Linked DNA regions of Sparus aurata: region 2 is linked to region 1. Evidence: chromatin contacts called from public Hi-C data. All regions are on one chromosome and are shown on one strand. Each heading gives the region's core, a stretch centred on a gene start, on an enhancer-like site or on the middle of the called end of the contact. The rest is flanking DNA. Distances are from core to core; before and after follow the strand shown. Region 1 holds the start of rabgap1l (RAB GTPase activating protein 1-like). Region 2 holds the start of LOC115591111 (regulator of nonsense transcripts 1).

Evidence for each region. A called contact is a pair of places that touch in the nucleus more often than the background predicts.
Region 2: a Hi-C map of an unstated tissue shows a contact between it and region 1, with 13 times the contacts expected there. The contact joins the promoter of LOC115591111 here to the promoter of rabgap1l in region 1. A contact is called at or near these places in 2 of 2 Hi-C or Micro-C datasets (skeletal muscle and an unstated tissue).

What each region holds. Positions count from the first base shown.
Region 1 is chr11:23,668,292-23,672,190 of fSpaAur1.1, forward strand. rabgap1l (RAB GTPase activating protein 1-like) reads left to right here and starts at 1,793. Exons shown (of 26, transcript XM_030434354.1): 1 at 1,793-1,924. fam163ab (family with sequence similarity 163 member Ab) reads left to right here. Exons shown (of 4, transcript XM_030432144.1): 4 at 1-1,261.
Region 2 is chr11:24,192,984-24,196,882 of fSpaAur1.1, forward strand. LOC115591111 (regulator of nonsense transcripts 1) reads right to left here and starts at 1,840. Exons shown (of 24, transcript XM_030432786.1): 1 at 1,405-1,840; 2 at 863-1,005; 3 at 1-37. The coding sequence starts at 1,575. It overlaps LOC115590751 (pyroglutamyl-peptidase 1), which reads right to left. Exons shown (of 5, transcript XM_030432127.1): 5 at 3,446-3,899.

The DNA.
Region 1 (3,899 bases), core at 543-3,042:
ACTGCAGCTCTTCGTCTCCGGTCATCTCCTTTCAGCGGCTGTTGCATCTGGAGGAATACTGTAAGCACGATACACACAGAGTGAGATGTCACGGGGCTGCAAATGTAGATAAACATGCAAGCATTTAAAACAGGATAGTGGATGCAGTAGTTCAAAGCCTCTTGGCTTGCCCCTGCTTACTTCCTGAAGTATAAACCTGTGAACGGCCAAGGACGCCTAAGCCCTTGAACTTGGAATGAATGAAAGAGGGAATTTGTCTTTTGACAGTGATGCAAAAAGTTTAAAATGTAAATAATAACCAGAAAGCAATGACTGCATCTCTTGGTCCCACTGTGTTCTTGACGTAAAGAGATGCACCCTGGGATTTGAACATGATGTATTTTGAACGAGGGAGTGTGATTTACTAGTTTGTGCTATTTTGTCGACACACTCCTCCTATACTCCTGTACTACTCTCATGTTGGATCTTTAAAATGCAAATAACCATGTCATTTATTTTCAAGTTGTTTTTCATATTGTGGAAAAGTCAAGAGTGCATATTTATGTGACTGAAAACTGTTTCACAGAGCCCATTTTCTTACATGCTTGCCACTCACAATAATACTCGCTGTGATATTTATCGTTATGTTTCTGTACAGCAGGATTCTGGAGAATATCGGATAACTCAGCAAGATTTTTGGACAGGCTTTTGTCGCTGTTATCACTCAAGCATTAAGCAAAGAGGCACTTGCCAACCTCTTAGCACATATAATTAGAATCCATTGATCAGCTGCTACGTCATTTATTTTTTAATAAATTTCTCATTAACGGTACACAGTATGAGCTCTCAAGAGCATTCTACACCTGAATCTTGGGTTTTTTTCTGGATTAACTTGAAAGGGCAAAAAAATGTATACAAGACTGGTAAAAAGACATTTCGTAACCTAAGTTTGACAAGTTTGACTTTTTGGAAATCTGTCCAGAAAAGTGTAAGCTGGAATCTCTGAAGGGGTTCAGTGAAATACAACCAGTGTTTCTTCATGTTGTTTTTCCATTGCAACAGATAAGAATCCATTGTCACTGTTTATTTGGGTATTGTATTAACTATATATTTTACTACTTACTTAACTATCTATCTTTGAAAAACAGTAAAAAAAAAAAAAAAGAAAAAGAAAAAAAAAGCTTTTTAGAAATGTGGTTAAAACAGATATCATACCTGACAAATACAGAAACAGTAATATTTGACAGTGTTAACTTTTGACAATTAAACATTTGTAATGGCTTGAAATGGCTCTTTGTGTGATAATTGACAGGACTCCACACACACTCACACACACACACACACACACACACACACACACACACACACACACATTATGCCTTTAATTTAAAATACTCCCCACCCATAACTGTCCTCATATTTATTTCAGTTTGAATTCAGAATTCAGAAAGCAAACCATGCTCATGAACTCTGGAGACAGCATGAACTTTGATCCATAGCTAATGATTGTCATGTGGCAAACAACCACCACCATGTGCTGAAATTCATTTTTTCAGAACAAAGCATTCATTTATCTTCCTGTCAGAATCCCCCTTTAGGTAAAACATGACCCTTGATAGCTTTCATAAGTTTTGATACTTTCAAACTAAAACTTAATCCGCATATGGTTCAAAATCTGAATGTATGTGTGCATAACTATACACCGATAAGGCAAATCTCAACTAGTAAAAATGCCAAATTCCGAAACAGAAATTATTGTCCAGTGGTTGAGAAAATGCGAGCTAGTAGATTTGCAGGACTACTGCGCATGCGTGACTTTAACTCTAACATTCCAAACCGGAAGGCGTGTCACTAAACTCCCGAGTGATTCATCTGATTAAACATATACGATCTTCGTTGCAACTCTTCTGACAGCTAGCGAGCAACTCCACAACGGTCTAAACAAGTAAGTTGACAGCTCTTTTTTCAACATTTATGAGCATTTCAGAATAATGTTTGCACTCGTTGAGAAGAGAAATGTGCCTTTCCTTCTTCGCTCCTGTCATTTTGCTCCGGAGCCGGGCGGGGTGTTGCTGAGAGAGGTCGCTCCTTCAAATAGTGGTCCAACTGTTTTGGACTTCGGGCTGGTTAGCGTTAGCCAAACTTAGCCTTAGTTAGCTCACCGCACTAGCCTGGCACACATAGGTACTTCCTGTTTAGCCTGCACTCATCTGTTCCGACAGCTAGCACCTGGTCTGCGGGTGTTGCTTGTGACTGACAATGTTGTTATATCCGCAGTGATGAAAATGCTGTGGTGACTGACAAGTAGTTTTGCCGTTAGCTAATTTTGTCATGCCTGTCTTTCTCTCTGTGTTGTTGGCATTAGCTAGCTGATGTGAGAGGAGACTAGCCGTTCTACGAGTCTGCTGTTTATGTGTTTCTGTAAAAAAAAAAAAAAGAAGCCCTTTCAGACATAACACCTGGCTAATTTTATTTAACTTACTATATGACGGCTAAGGAGCTGGTTAAATAGAGGCTGCCATACCAAGCTAGCCCGCTGCTGCTGTTAAGACTGTGATGTGTCTCCATCCAGGCCTGCAGACACCAGTGGGAGCAGCAATGACTGTTTTACTGCAGTAATTAATGTGAAAATCGAACCTAACAGAGAATAGAGCAGCATTGTATTGAGAGTGTTGGACCATTAAGGCATTATCACAAGCACTATCAACTGTCTCCTCTGCTGAGGAGATCATCAGCAGGAGATTCGTTACCTCAGATCATCAGTATCTGAGGTAATGAAGCCATCAGGTGTCTTTTTGAAGCTGAGCATTAGTGTCTTCTGTTGGACATATTCCACTCTATCAAGTTTAATATGACTGCAGCTGACTTACAGCTGTTTGGTAGAAAATGTACCCATACCTCAGTCATGGTGTCACAGCATTTGTTTCACTGTCTGTGGATCAGCTCCTGGATCTTTCTCTGGATAACATCACTACAGTCAGTGTTCTTGCTTCCAACCTGAAGAAGAGACTTGTGACTTCAAATTCATGAACCATGACTGAAGCATGACATATATATCTGTGTTTTTGACCTTGAATTGGATAATGTCTGAGAGTGATTTGGGGTGCGATCACTGGTATACTGTGAGAAAAGTGAATCCGAATAATTCCTGTTTTTAGCCCTTCATATCTGAAGATACTCTGCAGTTTTATTCTATTGTAAACTTAACATCTTTTAGTTTTTGGACTGTTAGCGTTTTCAAGACTGTGAAAAACTGGAATGAATATCTGTCACTTTCTTGACAGATTGTATAGACATATGACTAATGGTCAATAAGGTTAAATGCAGTCCTAAACTGATGCTGTGTAAAATGACATAGAGAAATACTGGTAATAATATGAACAGTTAATATATGGAGCTTGATGGCTGGCAGTAGGTTTTGGCTGTTTGGATGAACAGGAATAAACAGGCGTCTGATGTAGGCCAGGCTTTGGTATTGGCACAAAACCAAAGTGGCCTTTTGTTGTGTCTTGACGGAGAGGTGTTTCTGTGTCATGAAGGAGCTACTTTAATAATAGGTAGGATACACAGCCAGCCAGAAAACCAACAAGTATATCAGGATGAATAAGCTTACAATTCACATGGCATGGATTCATCAGATTTACAGCAATGAATAGTTTATAGTCTTGCATGTCTGTTTTTGCTGTGTTGTACAGTTTGTTAAACAGGCTGTCGCAACAGTGTACTTTCTTCACTGTTACAGTCACACATTTGAATCTGTTGTTCTATAACCAGACAAAAACAGATGAGACCATATTTGACTATGAAAATAACTCAGATGGCTTTAGCATTAGACCTGATGGGAAGTGACCCGGTGACGTCTGACAGCACACACTCTCTGCATAGAAAAGTCTCAGAAAAGGGTTTTAGTCGCAAAAGAG
Region 2 (3,899 bases), core at 590-3,089, 520 kb after region 1:
GTACACCACACAAGCTGGATCATGAATGCCACAGTAGCTGCAAAACAACAACGAATCAAAACAGCATCTGAATTACTGCAATTTTCAGTCGGGATTATGTGTACATCAACGTTCTTGAAAAAAAAGGAAGACTGAATTACAGAGGAAATACATGATATGTAATGTGTTTCAAAATAATTCAACAGAAAACCTAGCCCATAAAAAGTGAACTACTACGCACTGCTGGCTGAATTTTGAAACGTAAATTGTTGGTCAAACCCGATGCTTTCAGACAATATTCCAGAGGTTTTTTATTAAACAGTTAACAGTAAAATCAATATATGTTATCTTCGTAGATTCTCTGTGCAAGGAGGTTCTAACTTCAGTTTACACACACCTTTAGATCGCTATCAGAAATCTGCCCAGCTAAAACAAGGCTGGGAGACAATCATATTTTACACAAAATATCACCAAGACGACACCGCTAGCTTGCAGATTTCTTCTCTATCAGTTCCAAAAGCAACCATTGATCTTTTTTCTTGTGTGCCTATATCTATATCTGTTCATTTAAATAGAACAGATGTCAGTATTATACTTCCAATAATGTTTCGTCAGTGATGTGCAAGTCCTGATTGAGTACTACTTATACACTCTCATAACTGTGCTTCTCAGAAGAGTTTTAACTATTAATGAGGCTAATGACTGTCTTTTAGGGGCTTTATTGCCTGTAAGTGGTGTGTTACAGCAAGGACCAAATACAACTAGGTATTATTAATACAGCACTGTGTAATCGCCATGAAAATAACGTGTGGCTATACTGAAATCAGTCCCTCAGTGATCTGCAGTTAACTGAAGCCCTGTCGTGTGGCTCCTGTCACTGTACCTGCATGCGTGCACAGGCAGGTCTTTGGTGTAGTATGTGTCCTCTTCATCCTCCTCAAAGTTGAGTTCGGCCAACAGCTGGCTGGCTTTGGCCACAGAGTCATCCACTCCACCGTTGTGAAGACCTTCATCAGGACCATTTACCTGCAGCACAACACAAGTTTAACAAAACAAACTGAATGCTAAAGTTTAGCAGCTAGTGGCTAGGGGACACGGCGCGGAAAAGCCAGATAATTATTAGTTGACAGACTGTCAATTATCATGAAGCTCGTCTTTGTCCATTGAAGATGCGCCTGTGAGTCTAGTTTTCTTTGAGCAGTTCAAAACAAGCGTGCTAAGACAGCCAATATCACTTTGGGAGTTTAGTTAATGGCTTGCTAGCTAGCAGTAAGCTAACGGCAACAGCTAGCTAACGCGAAGCTGGGAAACGCAAGATCCACTAATAGCAGGCTAGCAAGTAGCGCTAGGTAAGCTAGCTAACTGCCGCTAACGTCTATTAACCGCGCTTTATTGCCCCTTCCTGTAACGCTGGGAGCTTCATACCTGGTTGTCTAGCTGGCTCTGGGTCTGGCCTTGAGTTTGCGTCTGGCTGGGAAGGGTGAAATCGGTGAAGTCGTACTCGGAGCCCTGGGTGTCCGCTCCGAGCAGCTCCGTTTCCTCGGTGTCCAGGAAGGTGAGGGTCTGGGAGCTCGGCCCGTACGCCTCCACACTCATCTCGACTCTCAACTTTCGCTTTACAGAGCGGTTGCTGGTGTTCGTTTAAAGATGAACAAAATCCTCACGGTATTTTGATCGCTAACTGGTCTGGAGGCCGACGCTGGGGGTCTGAATTGAAACCCAAACAAAAATGGAACCGATCAGAACCTCGAAAGCTCCAGCAGGTCCAACAGCGACGGTGACGAACTTCCATGCGCCGCTCAACGCGTGACGTCCACACTGTAGGCTGTAGAGCAGAGACAGGCCATCAGTGGAAGAGCTCTCACTCTGATCGTGTTTCCGGGTATGAAAACAGAAGCGTGGACCTCTGCAGGGAGAATAGGGAAATAACTACTGAACGCTGACAGACAACTGTTGAAGAAGATAGACTGTGTCTCTACAGAAATCACTATGAAGTCTGAATTTTAAAACAAAAACAAAAAAACAACAATATTTCTATAGCTAAACATACGGGAGGGCACAAAAGTCTCAGAGCACTGGTCAAAATACTTTTATTTTGCATTTTCATTGCACATGATAACATCTCCTGAAAAAAGTTCAATTTCTCAAATATGGCCAGTAATTTCAGAATATCTTAGAATCTGATATGCCCCCCTTTAATGACAGTATGCATTCAAGCTGGCATGAACTCCAGCAACAGACTCTTTCAACCTCGCTGCATTAAAGAACGGCACAGGAAATCATTCCTACCTGGTGCCATCAGACTTTACGCTTCACAGCAACGCCCAGGCAACACACACACATAATTTAAGTGACATATTACTTAAATCTTACCACTGTAATTAAAAATGCACCTTTCTCAATTTATCTTGCACCTTCAAATCCACTAAGTTTCATTTTGCTAAGTATTTAATATTATTTAATATTTATCTGGACCGGCTAAGCATCTTATTGTATATTGTATATAGTGTATAGTGTTTTAAATTGCGTATTGCACTCTGATTGTATTTTTTATTTCTGATTGTATTGTACTGCTGCTACGATGACCTTATTTCCCCTCGGGGATAAATAAAGTTATCTATCCATCCTATCCTATCCTATCCATCTATCCAACACTCCAAAACCAGGGGACTTATGTTATTCCAGCATCATTTTTAAGTCTTCAAGTGCCCTCAGTGACCGCATCATCAGAGGAAGATGTTGCAATATCTTCTATTTTTGCTGTAATACACAAATACATCTCAATATATTTTTTTAAAAGTAGCCTTGTAAGCACTTCATAATTTCTGGGACAGGGCAACAAAATCAAATATATTTTTTCAAAATACTTCAACAATACGAATATTTGTACTAAGAAATTTTAATCAGAAGAGGAAGATCTTCATTGATTGACTTATATATATATATATATATATATGACTTATAATTTTTTATATATATATATATATGCCAAAACAAACTAAATAAACAAACTCTTCATTTTCATGACTGAAGAAACTGCATAAACAAACTGACCTTGTAGGACAAAACAATTTCACACTTTTTTATTTGGGAGACCCTGCCACCTTGTAGCTTCAAACAGTGTTCTGGGGAACTTATTTTTTCACTGAGAAAATCTTGTTTATTCAGTTAAGGAAAAAAAACAACATATATCTGAGTTTGTATTTTTACCTCATTGATTCTGTAAACATTAAAATTCTGATTTAGGAGATTTCAAAATATTGAGGTATATACTGTGTATTGCAATATAGTTTTAAAACATTACATAAATATTATAGGGCCATATCATCATCTTCTCAGCCTTTTATGCAGACTATACAAACTTTGGATCAATCCAATTTTGTGTGACAAAACAATATATGTTTTCATTCGGTGCAACTAGTGAGTAGTGGAAAAAAATAAGAGTTGTAATAAAAGACACCAAGACTTGTAATCCTTTGTCTTTATTTCAAAGCCTTCCCTTTTACAGAGCCAATATTCCTTACTTATTGTAACAGTGCGCTATTAATGTCAAAAGCAGAAGACACCTGTGAAAGGATTCTCCCTAAACAGAGATCTCACAGTAAATCACAGAGCCATAATGTTATTGTACAACAGAGCACACAGTGAGATTAAAAAAAAAAAAAAGTATTTCTGAGGTAGCCACATATTTGACTGGACAGCATCAGTAGTATATCTTTGAACTGAACTGCAGAGAATTTTTAAGGCCTTTTCATAAACAACAGCAAGGCACAGGAGAGAGTCAGGGTCAGAGGTCACCTCATATGTAAACTTGAGGCTCTTAGGGGCAGGCTCCTCCACAACCCTTTCACTTCTCAGCACTCACAAAAGCCACACAGTAAAATATCAGCACCTAAAAACTCAGAACTAAAACCTACCCA